2 separate regions of the Mus musculus genome follow, and region 1 is linked to region 2. Evidence: chromatin contacts called from public HiChIP or PLAC-seq data. All regions are on one chromosome and are shown on one strand. Each heading gives the region's core, a stretch centred on a gene start, on an enhancer-like site or on the middle of the called end of the contact. The rest is flanking DNA. Distances are from core to core; before and after follow the strand shown.

Evidence for each region. HiChIP or PLAC-seq counts read pairs in DNA pulled down with a chosen protein or histone mark.
Region 1: an H3K27ac HiChIP or PLAC-seq map of embryonic stem cells shows a contact between it and region 2, with 8 read pairs. The contact joins two enhancer-like sites. A contact is called at or near these places in 1 of 39 promoter capture datasets (embryonic stem cells), 5 of 15 datasets of contacts at CTCF or cohesin (the G1E-ER4 cell line, the NIH/3T3 cell line, embryonic stem cells and 2 more), 60 of 484 Hi-C or Micro-C datasets (B cells, the Ba/F3 cell line, the C2C12 cell line and 37 more), 15 of 115 datasets of contacts at active chromatin or transcription factors (the HPC-7 cell line, acute myeloid leukemia, differentiating embryonic stem cells and 8 more) and 1 of 9 other capture datasets (embryonic stem cells).

What each region holds. Positions count from the first base shown.
Region 1 is chr4:133,054,227-133,060,358 of GRCm38.p6, forward strand. Ahdc1 (AT hook, DNA binding motif, containing 1) reads left to right here. Exons shown (of 7, transcript NM_146155.3): 3 at 787-977. Among named protein-coding and RNA genes, the nearest start is that of Gm26615, 26 kb to the right of the region's middle. Within about 2 kb of position 2,060, at least 293 of the 459 cell types and tissues checked have an H3K27ac peak or open chromatin away from gene starts, as enhancers often do. A contact at or near this core is called in acute myeloid leukemia and embryonic stem cells, where this site is marked.
Region 2 is chr4:132,990,702-132,997,651 of GRCm38.p6, forward strand. Fgr (FGR proto-oncogene, Src family tyrosine kinase) reads left to right here. Exons shown (of 13, transcript NM_010208.4): 6 at 3,946-4,049; 7 at 4,217-4,366; 8 at 6,420-6,575; 9 at 6,691-6,870. Among named protein-coding and RNA genes, the nearest start is that of Gm36599, 14 kb to the right of the region's middle. Within about 2 kb of position 3,025, at least 18 of the 459 cell types and tissues checked have an H3K27ac peak or open chromatin away from gene starts, as enhancers often do. A contact at or near this core is called in acute myeloid leukemia and embryonic stem cells, where this site is marked.

The sequences.
Region 1 (6,132 bases), core at 810-3,309, 63 kb after region 2:
GCTTCATAAGATGTCACTCCTCATTTTTAGGGGTGAGAAAATGGGGAAGAATATATAGGCTGTAGACAGGATAAGGAGTTGAGCCAAGGCCAGGTTCCCTCCACTTTCTCTGGTGTGCTGTTTGTGCACACGTGTGAGTATCTAGACTTGCAAAGATACTGCTTCTCAACAGGAGTCTGGGATGTAAGAGACAGGGACTGGGGGCTGGAGAAGTGGCTCAGGGCTTAAGAGCACTTATTGCTCTTTCCAAGGATCTGGGCTCTATTCACAGTACCTCCAGGGTAGCTTACCACCATCTTGTAACTCCAATTCCATGGGGATCTGACGCCCTCTTCTGATCTGTGGGCACCAGGCGTGCAAAACATTTAAAATATAATTAAGTCTTTTTTAAAAGTAACTTTAAAAGTCGTTTATTTTTATTTCATGCGTATTATTGGTGCTTTGCCTGCGTGTATGTCTGGGTGAGGATGTCCGATTTCCTGGAACAGGAGTTACAGACAGCTGTTAGCTGCCATGTGGTTGCTGGGAGTTGAACCAGAGTCCTGCAAGAGCAGCCAGTGCTCTTAACCACAGAGCCATCTCTCCATTCCAAGTCATTGCATTTTTAAAGAGTTCAAAGAAAGAAGGTGGGATGGTAGGTAGGTACTGAGCCTCTGCAGTGGGGTAAAGTCAGATCAGGACTGGTATTTGTGGAGCATGCCCACCTGGCTCAGTTGCCCTCTGCCTGACTCCTCCGTCCATGCTCCATCTATGCTTATCTTTGGTGTGCTGTGTTTGCTTCTACAGATGGGGAGGTTGCCTGACTGTCTACCCATCGGCCTGGACCCCAGAGCCAAGCCAGCTGAGTGAGTGCCGAGGGTCCCAGGTGACCGGGGGAGTGGCACTGCTCAGGCCTCTGCAAAGACTACCCTGGAGAAGCTGATGCTGGTGGAGACAGCCCTTTCTTGCTGAGTCCAGCCTCTGCAGAGCCTGCGCAGGTAACTGTGAGCCAGTGTAACAAAGATCGCCTCTTAGCTTAGGCAGAGAGAGAGACATTAATCTAGCCTATTCGAACTCCCCATTATCCAGAGAAGGGAATAGAGGCTCATGTGGCACAGTGAGTCCCTTAGCATCCTGCCTCCTAGCCTGAGGACTCTTCCCTATGCCTCCATGACCTGGAGAACTGGGCGGAGAGATGGGTTGTGACGGTGACCAGGATTCAGGGCAGAGGTGGAAGCCAGCGTGCCTGATATATGCAGCTGACCTCCCCAGGACTCCTCTACAGAGCTGAGAGGCCATGGTAGTCCAGGTGTGATTGCATGCCCGGCAGCTGGCCGCAGGGCAGGCCATGGCAGGACCCATCTTTCTTGTGGCCCAGGTTTAGCCCACCCAGGCTCCCAGCCACAGAGGCCAGGTGGGGCTGCCCTGCCCTATAGAGGCAACTCCCTGAACTGACACATGAAGCCTCAGGCTCCAGGAAGCTCCTTAGAGTTTAGCCTGCTGGAAACCCCACCCAACTTCCAAAGGAGCATTCCTGAGGTCTGCATGGGGGTTGGGCCTCCAGGGATGGGAAGGGTGGGGAGGCAGGGCTGCAGGAGGATGTGAGGCTGTAAATGTGCTGTGCTGGGTCTGTGTGCAAGCAGGTGTGTGGGGCTCTCTGTCCTTAGTGCACAGGGTTGTGTATGCAAGAGTTACATAAGTGGCCTATGTGGGGGGAATAGTTAAGAGCTTCACATGTGTGCTGTAGTGGTGACTGCTGGCTATGGATCCTATGCAGGTGTGGGTATCCTGGGCTGTCTACCACACAGGGTACTAGTGGACCAAGACTCAAACACCCTTGGGTGGGTTTGTGTGTGCTCAGGGTTCTGAGCACAAGGTGAGGTGGCATGTGCACATGGCTCCCTTTGTGTTTTGGAGGTGGGCTGGGCAGGACTTGGGCTGCGCTGGGCTCAGCAATGCCCAGCCTTGTGGCCAAACTGCTGAAGTCACTTCCTTTTCAACAGTGACTTTCCAGGGGGAGGAGTTCTTCCGACCTGGTCGGCAGTGAGGGGCGTGGCCGAACTGGCTCTCTCTGGGGAGGGATGTGGGCGGGGGCGGGAGAGAGGTGGGAGGAGGTGCTAGTGGTACTGGAAGAGGGAGTCCTCTGGGAGACAGAAGGAAAGACAAGGACAGGAGTCTGGAAGGGCCAAGGGCAGGAGGGAATGGGGGTGGAGTGGGGCGGAAAGCACAGTCCCTGGGTGACCTCGGAGGGAGGAAGGGAGGGCTGCCAATGAGGTGACCCTCGGGTTCAGTGAGAGCTGGCAGTGGCGCCTACACACCTGGCACTCGGGGCAAGGGGCTGGCAGGGGGCGGTTCAGGAACAGACCTGCTTGCCAGGTGCCCCACTCTGGACAGGAAGAGGGTGGGCGGGGGCTGTACAAAGGAGCTCTGTGTGGCTGAGGATAGGGTAGGGTGGGGTATGCAGTGCTGTACTGTTCTGGGGTTGGGGGAGATGATGGGGGCGGGGCAGGACCAGTTCCCCTTGGGGCATCAGTGGCTCCAGGGGGACACCTAGTGGTCAGGGGAGGTAGTGCATCTTGATAACAAACTGGGGGAAAAGAGATTAGAAGTGGTAGTTGAGATAGTTGAGGAGGCCAGGGCTAGTCTGAATCTTTGGATGATGAAGCAATTTGACTTAAAGGATCCCAACAAAACCAAACTTAGGTGACAACAAAGCTGATTGGCATGGCTGTGTGTCCTTAAGGGCATGACTAAGCCTCTCTGTGTTCACATTTAAATGCAAAACAAGTGACTGGGGCTGGTGAGATGGCTCAGCAGGTAAGAGCACCCGACTGCTCTTCCAAAGGTCTAGAGTTCAAATCCCAGCAACCACATGGTGGCTCACAACCATCCCTAACGAGATCTGACTCCCTCTTCTGGTGTGTCTGAAGACAGCTACAGTGTACTTACATGTAATAAATAAATAATCTTAAAAAAAAAAAAAAAACAAGTGACTGGTCCTTCTTAGGATCTAGGGCAAGTGTCTGCTTGCTAGAAGATCTACGAATTAGGTGGGCACTAGGGGCTAAAAGGAAGGGAAGACCAAGAGAGTGAAACATGAAATTCCTGAGAGAAAGGGGGCTGGCAGTCCTGGGAGGTAACGCCTCCGTGGAGAAGAGAGGGCCTGAGGAAGGTTTCAGAGCAGCCATGTTTCCCACTGCTAAGAGCTTAAGGACATCCAGGAGCCTTCAGACTGAGGGGGCTGAGGGAAATGGGAGGGGAGTGCTCGCAGGCTGCAGAGAGGGTCATGAGGCCGGAAGTGAGAGCTGGGACTGGCAGCTTGGCTCCCCAGGGGAGGTTAGGGGTGGGTGAGAGGGGAGGAGGGCTGGGGAAGGGGTGGGGTGGTCACAGCCACAGTGGGGGAGGGTGGGGCTGGGGATCAAGGATGTGGGCTGGCGCTTCCCGGCACTCTGCTCTGCAGGTTGGGGCCCCCCTCCTAGCCAGCTGCTGTCCCTGTGGGCAAGCTCAGACACTGACCCAGAAGCAGACAAGCAGACAGAGGACCCTTTGACTTTTCATTCACAGACTTGGGCTAGATGGTACCTTTGAGAAGACGCCAAGAGAATGGCTGCCTGTTGGGGTGTGGTGGGGAAGGGAGCCAACTGCTTCCCTCAGATCCTAAGGCTGCAAAAGAGCAGTGGACAGTCGGGAGGATGTGGCCAAAGGTCTTCATGGGTGGGTGGAGCAGAAGCAGCCACTGCAGAGGAGGTTTGTCTCTTCTGCCAAGATTACGCCCTTGGGCCCCAAGTGGGAGGTCTCTAAGGCAGGAAGGCCTGGCCAGCCCCACCCTCAGTGAGGAAGGAGAGGGACTCCTGGTGTAGGTATCTCCAAAAGCCAGGTCAAGCCACTTCCTAGAGTTGTGCTCTGAGGCAGGCTCTTACTGTGTAGCCCTGGCTGTCCTAGAACTGTAGACCAAGCTCAGCTGTAACTCAGAGAGCCACCTGCCTCTGCCTCTGCCTCCCAAATGCATACCCTTGCCTGGCTGCCTCCACACTCTGAAGGTGCTCTCTCTTCAAGAACAGCAGTGCCAGCTGGCTCACTGGGTGGAGTGGTACATGCTTGTGTCTTCAGCACAGGCAGAGAGGCAGGAGGATAGCTGCAAGGGTGCGATCAGCGTGGTCTACATAGTGATTTCCAGACCAACCACGACTAAGAGTAAAACCTTGACGCCCAGGAAGAAGGTAGGGGCTGGAAATGTAGCCAAGTTGGTAGAGTATTTGCCTGTTGTGCACAAATCTCTAGGTTCAGTTTCTAGCATGGCAAAAGCTGGGTGTGGTAATATACCATTAGGTACGTGGAGTAGGTAGATGGAGTCAGGAGGATTAGAAGTTCAAGGTTCTCCTTGGTTGCCCAGCTGCCATTAGGCCATCATGGTGCACACAAGAGTTCCAGGTTACATTGAGAGATCTTTTGGGGGTGCAGGCGTGTGTGTACATGGGGGGGGGGTGGGAAATAGAGAAGAAGGGGGCAGGGAGAGGGGCAGTGCTGAGCTGGGCTAGAAGTGGTACAGGTCCACAGCCAGACATGAGAGAGAGCCTTGAGTTAGCAGGTGCAGGGGAGGCGAAGGGTGCAGCCCGGGGCAGTGGACAGAAATAAAGACCAGCCTGAATGGACGAACAGTGAAGTCTTCTAACCTCTCCATTTCAGCTTCTTCTTCTGTAAAATGGAACTAGAGCACAGGGTACTCACTGGGGGAGGGGAGGTTGCAGATTAAAATGACAGCTTCCCAGATGTCCCTCAGATGTGTGAGTCAGGCCCTCCTGGACTAGGGCCTGGGTATCTGGAGTGTTACACAGCTCCTCCGCTCCCCTGAGCTCAGGGTTTAGAAGCCAATGGCTTAGATAATTTCAGTGTTCCTCCCAGCCTTAAATTAGACCACAGCTCTAGAAGGAGCCTTTGCAGAAGTGGCTAAAGGATTGTTGCAGGAGCTGAGAGGAGAAAGAGGGTTTGGCCTTAAAAGAATTGAGAACTCTGCCTCTGAGCAGCTGTGTGGCTTCAGGCGAGGTTCACAAGGGCTCTGGGCCTCTCTGCTCTGTAGCACCAGGATAATAAACCACACAGTGCCTCCTGGGTATCTGTGAGGACGCAGAGGCTTGTGTATGTGGACTGCAACGTTCTGCACGCAGTTCCTGTGGGCTGCATTCCTTTCCAGATGTTGAGAGGTGCCGTGAGCAGAACAGACAGGTCAGCCTTGCCCTCCTTGGTGGTGCTTAGAACTGTCAGTGGCTTGGAGATTGCTGCCTACCCCAGGGGTCCACAGGAATGTACTCTCCCACACTGCCCTATCCCTGATTCAGCTTTGCATTCTCCCCATGGACCAGTACTGGGCAATATGGCAACCTGTCCATAGAGCAAAAGCCGTAACTATCCAGCTCTAGGTCAGGACCAAACAATAGACACTGATCAGTGGCTGCTGTCCCTGGGACCCTTCAGCAGTTGGGGGTCCATGCAGCTCACTGAGGTCCTGGTTCCTCTGCAGCTCTGAGTCTTCAGGCTCCTTTGGGAATCAAACATGCCTAGATCTAAGTCCTAGCGCCCCCCTGACCAGCTCAGAGTCACTCCGTAAATATTTATGTAGCATCCATAGCCCAGGCTCCGGGGTCAGAGGATACAGCAGTAAACAAGACAGATGTGATCCCTGCCCCTGAAGAGCCCACAGTCTCAAGGGAGACACACTAAATGGCCAGTCACACAAGTAATTGATTACAGTTGTGATAAATCCTATGAAGGTGAAATAGACAGGGCTCCGGGAGGACAGACAGACTGGGCTGGATGTGGGCAGTAGGAAAGGCAGAACTTCATAGACTAAGGAAGGTTGAGGGGCGCAAGAAAAGGCCCCTTTCTATATTCTTGCCACTGTTTCTCCCTCGGCGTCATTGTTGGATCTAGAAAAGAATAAAAAAAAAAAAAAACTTGATGAGAGCCAGACATGGTGGCCCATGCCTGCAGCAGCCCCTGTTCACTGCAGAGCTGTTGCAGACTCACAGAGCTTGATTCAGCAAGCGACGGGGCAGATAGGCTTGCCTTCCTGGGGCTTGGAACCCTTACTGGATGGCTTCTTTAAAGATGGGCAGGATAATTGATCTGTGAATGGCAGGGAGGTTAGATGAGATA
Region 2 (6,950 bases), core at 1,775-4,274:
GTGAGGGAAAAAAAAAATGATGGAAGAGACTTTGAAGAACTGGGCTGGACACGTGTCTCAGATAGGGATTCTATTGCTGCAGTGAAATACCATGGCCAAAAGCAAGTTGGGGAGGAAGGAGTTTCCTCAGCTTATTCTTCCATATTCCCCGTTCATCACCAAAAGGAAATCAGGACAGGAACTCAAATGGGGCTGGGGGTGGGGGGGGAACCTGGAGGCAGGAGCTTATGCAGAGGCCATAGAGGATGCTGGGCGGGAACCTGGAGGCTGGAGCTGATGCAGAGGCCATGGCGGATGCTGCTGACTGGCTTACTAGTCCTGCTTTCTTAGAGAACCCAGGACCACCAGCCCAGCAGTGGTTCTACCCACAATGAGCTGAGCCCTCCCTCATTGATTACTAATTGAGAAAATGCCATACAGCTGGATCTCATGGAGGCATTTCCTCAACTGAGCTGCCTTTCTCTCTGAAGACTCTGGCTTGTATGGAGTTGACACAAAGCTAGCCAGGACAGTGGCGTAGTAGCGTTGTGCCCACGATTCTGACATTTGTAGTGAATTTGAGGGTAGTCTTGGCTACCCCAAAACCAGAGTGAGAGTCCTCAGGACTTGGACTCTGGGAAGCGAGGGGAACTGGATGATCCAGTATCTTTGGAAGAAACAAGTTAGGTGTGGTGTCAGTTGATAAAATGGGGGACACGGGAACAAGTGGAGGTCCATGGATTCGGCGGGGGTGGGGGTGGGGCAGGATTGTTGTTTTGTGGTTTGTAGAGAGGAACACTACACGTGAAGGAAGTTACCAGAAGCTAGACCAGGCTGCCCTGTGTATGAGAAGTGCCGGGCCATGCCACTTCATGATCCCAGAGGAAGGGGCTCCTGTTCCTAATTGTCTCTGAGACTCTGTCATTTGTTATGGCACTCTGGTGCTGGTAGGAACTGGGCCTCATCTGAGTAGAGATGACACTTAGAGCTGCCTAGTAGGAAAAAGGAGGAAGAGAGAGCAAGCAAGACACAGGGTGGTCCTGGGGTTTGACTCTGGTGAAGAAAGAGCCACTGGAGAGCGGAGAAAAGCAGGCCCGGCCAAGTGCAGAACATCCAAGTCTGGAGGAGAAATTTCTGAAAACAGGAGAGAGGGGATTTGAGGCTGCCCTCATCCTTGGCAATGGGGTGACCCTCCTAAGTCACCTTTGTCACATGGGCTTGACAGCAGAGCCCAGGAAGGAGGGAGTTAGTGGAAGGGGAGGAAAGTATTGTCTCAAGAGGGGAAATATGGATCTAAGTGAAGGTGAGCTAAGAAGCCGGGACCAAACATGCAGAAGATGGCTCAGCAGGTAAAGGCACTTGCTGTCAAGCTTGACCCCCTAAGTTTGATCTCCAGAACCCACAGGGTGAAAGGAGAGACCCAGCATGCACGGATCTGACTTCTGACCCCCACTCCTTTGTTATAGCATGCATGCGCACATGCACACACAACATGAATACAGAACATGCAATAATTTTGTTGTTGAAAAAGAAAAAAGTAGGGGGCTGTAGAGATGGGTCAGTGGTTCAGTGCACAGGAAGCTCTTCCAGAGGACCAGGGTTCAATTCCTAGCACCCACGTGGGGACTTATAACCCTCATTAGCTACTGTTCCAGGGGCTCTGGTGCCCTCTTTCAGCCCCCATGGACACTTGCATGCACATGTGTGTGCAGTGATATCAAGAAATACATCTTTAAAACACAGCAACGTAGGACTCAGAACTTCTTCCCTCTAGGAAAGAGGAAGGTATGTGTTTAGGGATTGAAGGATGGGGCAGTTTCAGGGGGATGTTTATGGGGTAAGATGGGTTTTCTCTAGTAGAGGGACATGGGCAAGCCCAGAGCACAAGAGGAAAGAGGCTGGATTGTGGAGAGCGGCAGAAAGCATGGAGGATGATGGAGGGGCAGGGTGGCAGTGTTGTGTGTTGGGGGGGGAGTTGGATCAGCAGGGTAGCAATGGTGGGGGGGGTTGGATCAGCAGGGTGGCAATGGTGTGGGGGTGTGGGGTTTGGATCAGTGGGGTGGCAATGGTGTGGGTGTGAGGGTGGGGGTTGGATCAGAGGGGTGGCCATGGTGTGGGAGTGGGGGGGGTGTGGATCAGAGGGGTGGCAATGGTGTGTGTGTGTGTGTGTGTGTGTGTGTGTGTGTGTGTGGAGGGTTGGATCAGCTGCGCCCACAGCTTGGGTAGCAAGGTGCTGTCTAAAGTGCTCAGTGTGGGTTCCTGGTTAAGAGCCCAGGCCTGAGAGGAGACAGTTTGGGTTCCTGTTTTGGATCACAGTGTGGCCTCAGGCAAGCTGCTTAACCACTAGGTAGCTGGTTCAATTCCTCATCTGTCTAATGAGTTTAAACATGGCACTTTTCTCTGAATATTATAAGCAAGTCTATTTATGTTCAGAGTTGTCGTCTACCACAAAGGAAGTGCCCAGTCTGTTAAGGCTTGGTTTTTATTTTGAAGCAAGGTCCTGCGATGTAGCTCAGGCTATCTCACTCTTAGAAGCTCCTCCTCCCAGGGGCTAACTTACTCTGCTGATTCTTAAGGAAGTTTTTGGCTTTTTTAAGACAGGGCTTCTTTGTGTAGCTCTGGCTGTCCTAGAAAAAGTTCTGTAGACCAGGCTGGCCTTGAATTCACAGAGAGCCTCCTGACTCCAGAGTGCTGGGGTCAAAGGTGCACAACACTGTGCTGGGGTTGAAGGATGATCTTGAAAACCTTTGACAATGTGTATGGTATCCCTTCAACCCTTTCTCCTTGCTGCCTGCTTTCCCAGGCACACGGTTAGCAGACACCGCTTCTGTCTCCCAGATTTGCCTGGTGCTCAGGTATGGACTGAGCGTGCCAGCGTTCCCAGGTGTCCTCACCCGCCCTGATTTGAAAACTGTGTTCTTTTCTATCAATGCCCACAAGGCACAGTCAATTTAATGATCAGATAACAACAGAGTCTTCTACAGCGAGTGTGGTCACATCTGTTCCCCACCCCCCAGTCTGCCCTGTATGCACACAGCTCAGGACTACATTGTCTCAGACAGCCACAAGCAGGGAAAGAATTTGGGGCTAGGGTGGGGCAGGAGTCTGAAGGATTGCCTAGGGTGGTGGGAGAGAATCAGGGCACGTGAGGACACTAATTGTTCACACCAGCTCCCCTCTGAGACTTGAGTTCCTTGTCTGTAAAATGGGTTTTGGAGAGGTCTAGTGAGAAGGGTCAAGGGCCCTGTGATACCTGAAAAAGTCACTGATGCCTGGGCTCTACCAATTTTGGTTTGTTGGTGTGTTTGTTGGTTTGATATAACGTCTTACCATGTAACCTTGACTGATTTGGAACATCTGCCTGCCTGTGCCTCCCAAGTGCTGGGATTAAAGGCATACACTACACTACCAGGGACTTTTATGGCTTTTTTTTTTTTTTCCCAGAGACAGGGTTTCTCCGGCTGTCCTAGAACTCATTCTATAGACCAGGCTGGCCTCAAACTCAGAGAGATCCACCTGCCCCCGCCAACTCCTAAGTGCAGGGATTAAAGGCATGTACCACTATGCCCTGTTCCCTCATTATTTGTTTTTAAGGTAGGGTCTCACTATGTAGCCCTGGCTGACCTAGAACTTGCTATGTAGACCAGGGTACCCTCAAACTCAGAGCGGTACCTGCCTCTGCCTCCTGATTGCTGGGATCATACCACTGTACCAGGGAGAATCTAACAATTTTAATTCAAGAGACACCAGTGGGTAGGAATCCTGGTCTTTCTCAGCATCGACCATGTGTGCCCGACAGTTTCCCATTCCCCTTCTCTGGGATCCTTATACTCAAGTCATGAAGCAGATTATAACAACCCATTTGTCAGATGAGGAAACTGAGACTTGGCTGTTGCGGTGACTTCCGGGGAAGATGAACTGGCGTTTGGAATGAATGTGCCTGGTTCTGCCTGCTTTTCCTAACAGGTGGTACTTCGGAAAGATCAGTAGAAAGGATGCAGAGAGGCAGCTTCTGTCCTCTGGTAACCCCCAGGGGGCCTTTCTCATTCGGGAAAGCGAGACCACCAAAGGTGGGTTGGTACGGCAGACATGCCACCAGACAATAAGGACAGTGGGCTGGTCAGTGCTTGGGTCAGGGCCAAGTGGAGGGGCAGAGCTAAGCTGGGCTCTGGGAATTCCTTTGGGGGCCTCCTCCTGCTCTGAGGGAGACGAGAACTAAAGGACCCTTTCCACCCAGGGGCCTACTCCCTGTCCATCCGTGACTGGGACCAGAACAGAGGCGATCACATAAAGCATTATAAGATCCGAAAGCTGGACACGGGCGGCTACTACATCACCACACGGGCCCAGTTTGACTCCATACAGGACCTAGTGCGGCACTACATGGGTGAGCTGCTAAGTGTGACTGACCGTGTTGTCATGACGGGGAGACTGAGGCCTGGAGAACAAAAATCTCCTAAAGAAGTAGTGGCTGGGCCACGTACATGCGTCCTTAGGCCAGGATTCTGCTCTGTGTGGAGTCTGAGCAGACGGAGAGCAAGCAATGCCTCCTAATCTTGCTTCCAGGCCTAAGCCTGGGGAACTTTTGAAAATTTTACATTTTTTTTTGGGGGGGGGGCTCATGCGTGTCAGAGTACAACTCGTGGAAGTTGATTCTCTCCTTCAGCCAAGTGGGTCCTGGGGATGGAACTCGGGTCATTGGGGTTGCCAGCAGACACCGTCTTTACCTGCCGAGCAAAATCTTGCTGGCTTCGGTCTATTCAGTGTATGGAAACTTTGTGGGGCATTTGTTGTTCTCTCTCTCTATCTCTCTGTCTCACTGTCTCTCTGTCTCTTTCTGTCTCTCTCGTTGTGTGTGTCTAAATCAGAGGACAACTTGTGGAAGTAAGTCCTTTCCTTCTGCCATATAGGTCCCAGAGACTAAACCCGGGTGGCTAGGTTGGCTGCTGGCTCACACCTTACCTGCTGAGCCACCTTGCTGGCCCTGTTGTACTTCCTAGGCAGAGTCATTATCTATCATAGGCTCTAAGCCAGCAGTTCTTAACTTTCCTAATGCTGCCACCTTTTAATACAGTTCCTCATGGTGACCCTTCCAACGATAAAATTATTTCATTGCTACTTTATAACGGTAATCTTGCTACTGTTATGAATTGTAATGTAAATCTCTGATAGGCAGGATATCTGATATGCGACCCCAGAGGGGTCATGTCCCACAGATTGAGAACTGCTGCTCTAAGCAGTGGGTTGCAGAAGCTGATCAGAGCTTTGTGGAGACTCTCTGGCTGTTGTGTGCTACCTGGACGTCGGGGACAAGGCTGAAGGAGCGGTCCCTTGGACAGCTGCGGTCATTTTCCATGTGGTGACAGCAAACAAGCAGAAGCCAATGATTCTGAGCCTGAGCAGGAGGCAGCAAGGACCTGACCTGACCGAGGCCTCCTGTGGGGTTAAGCAGTTATGGTCCATCCAGGAGTAAAACCCAGCATGGAGACCAGGCACCTTCAGTGCCTCTCGTCCCCATCTTGACTGGTTAGGCCCAGGATGAGATCTGCGGCAGGAACGGACTCATGTCCACAGTTTCGCCTCAGAACCTTACCTCTGTTTTTACCTGTCAGAACTAGTCCTTGTCCTCAAAGACCTGGCTGGAGGCCACCTCCTCGGAAGACCCATAAAGTTTCCACGGGGGTCATCTCTCTTTTGTATACTTACTGCCCTTCCTTGGGCACAGACAAGTTCTCAGAGGGCTGAACTGTCTTCTTTCCTGGCTGTGAGCTCAAATAGGAACCTTTTTATCTTCTGTTTTTCAAGACAGGGTTTCTCTGTGTAGCCCTGGCTGTCCTGGAACTCACTCTGTAGACCAGGCTGGCCTCTGCCTCCTGAGTGCTGAGATTAAAGTTGTGTTCCACCACTGTCTGTGCCTGGCTCTTCTTTCTTTGTTTGTTTCTTTCTTTCTTTTCTTTTAATCCTGGCTTGTGAAGACAAACTGTAAACTATTTTCGTTTCTCTGGGTTTATTTATTTATTTATTTATTTAAGACCCTGTAGCCTGGGCCTGGAGAGATGGCTCAGAGGTTAGGAGCACTGACTGCTCTTCCAAAGGTCCTGAGTTCAACTCCCAGCAACCACATGGTGGCTCACAACCATCTGTAATGGGATGTGATGCCCTCTTCTGGTGTGTCTGAAGACAGCTACAGTGTACTCATATTCATAAAATAAATAAATCTCTTAAAACAAAAAGAGAGAGAAAGACCCTGTAGCCTAGGCTAGAATCAAACTCCTTTCTCTTTCCTCAGCCTACTGTGTGCTGGAATTACCAGCATGAGTATTCCACTAGGCCCTGATTATTTATGGCAGCTAAGCTTGGGGTCTGATGCTGGGCTGCGTTTCGGAGAGAGTATCCATAACTTTCCATCTGTGACCTCCTTCCATCTGCCCTTCCTACAGAAGTGAATGATGGTCTGTGCTACTTGCTTACGGCGCCTTGTACCACCACTAAGCCCCAGACTCTAGGCCTGGCCAAGGATGCCTGGGAGATCGACCGGAACTCCATAGCACTGGAACGCAGGCTGGGCACCGGCTGCTTTGGAGATGTGTGGCTGGGTAGGAGATGGGGGTGGGGATGGGGATGGAGGATGCTGGGAGGTTGTCTGGGGTCTGGGAAAAGGCACAGGACTTGCGGGGAGCCAGTCTTGATGAGTATACGGCCACTGAGCAGGCACATGGAACTGCAGCACAAAGGTGGCAGTGAAGACGCTGAAGCCGGGCACCATGTCCCCGAAGGCATTCCTGGAGGAGGCACAGATCATGAAGCTGCTGAGGCACGACAAGCTGGTGCAGCTGTATGCGGTGGTGTCGGAGGAACCCATTTATATTGTGACAGAGTTCATGTGCTATGGTGAGGGGGACAGGCAGGATTTGGATGGGTGGGACCAGGGACCTGCAAAGGAACTAGAAACTGTATAGTTCCAGGGGGTA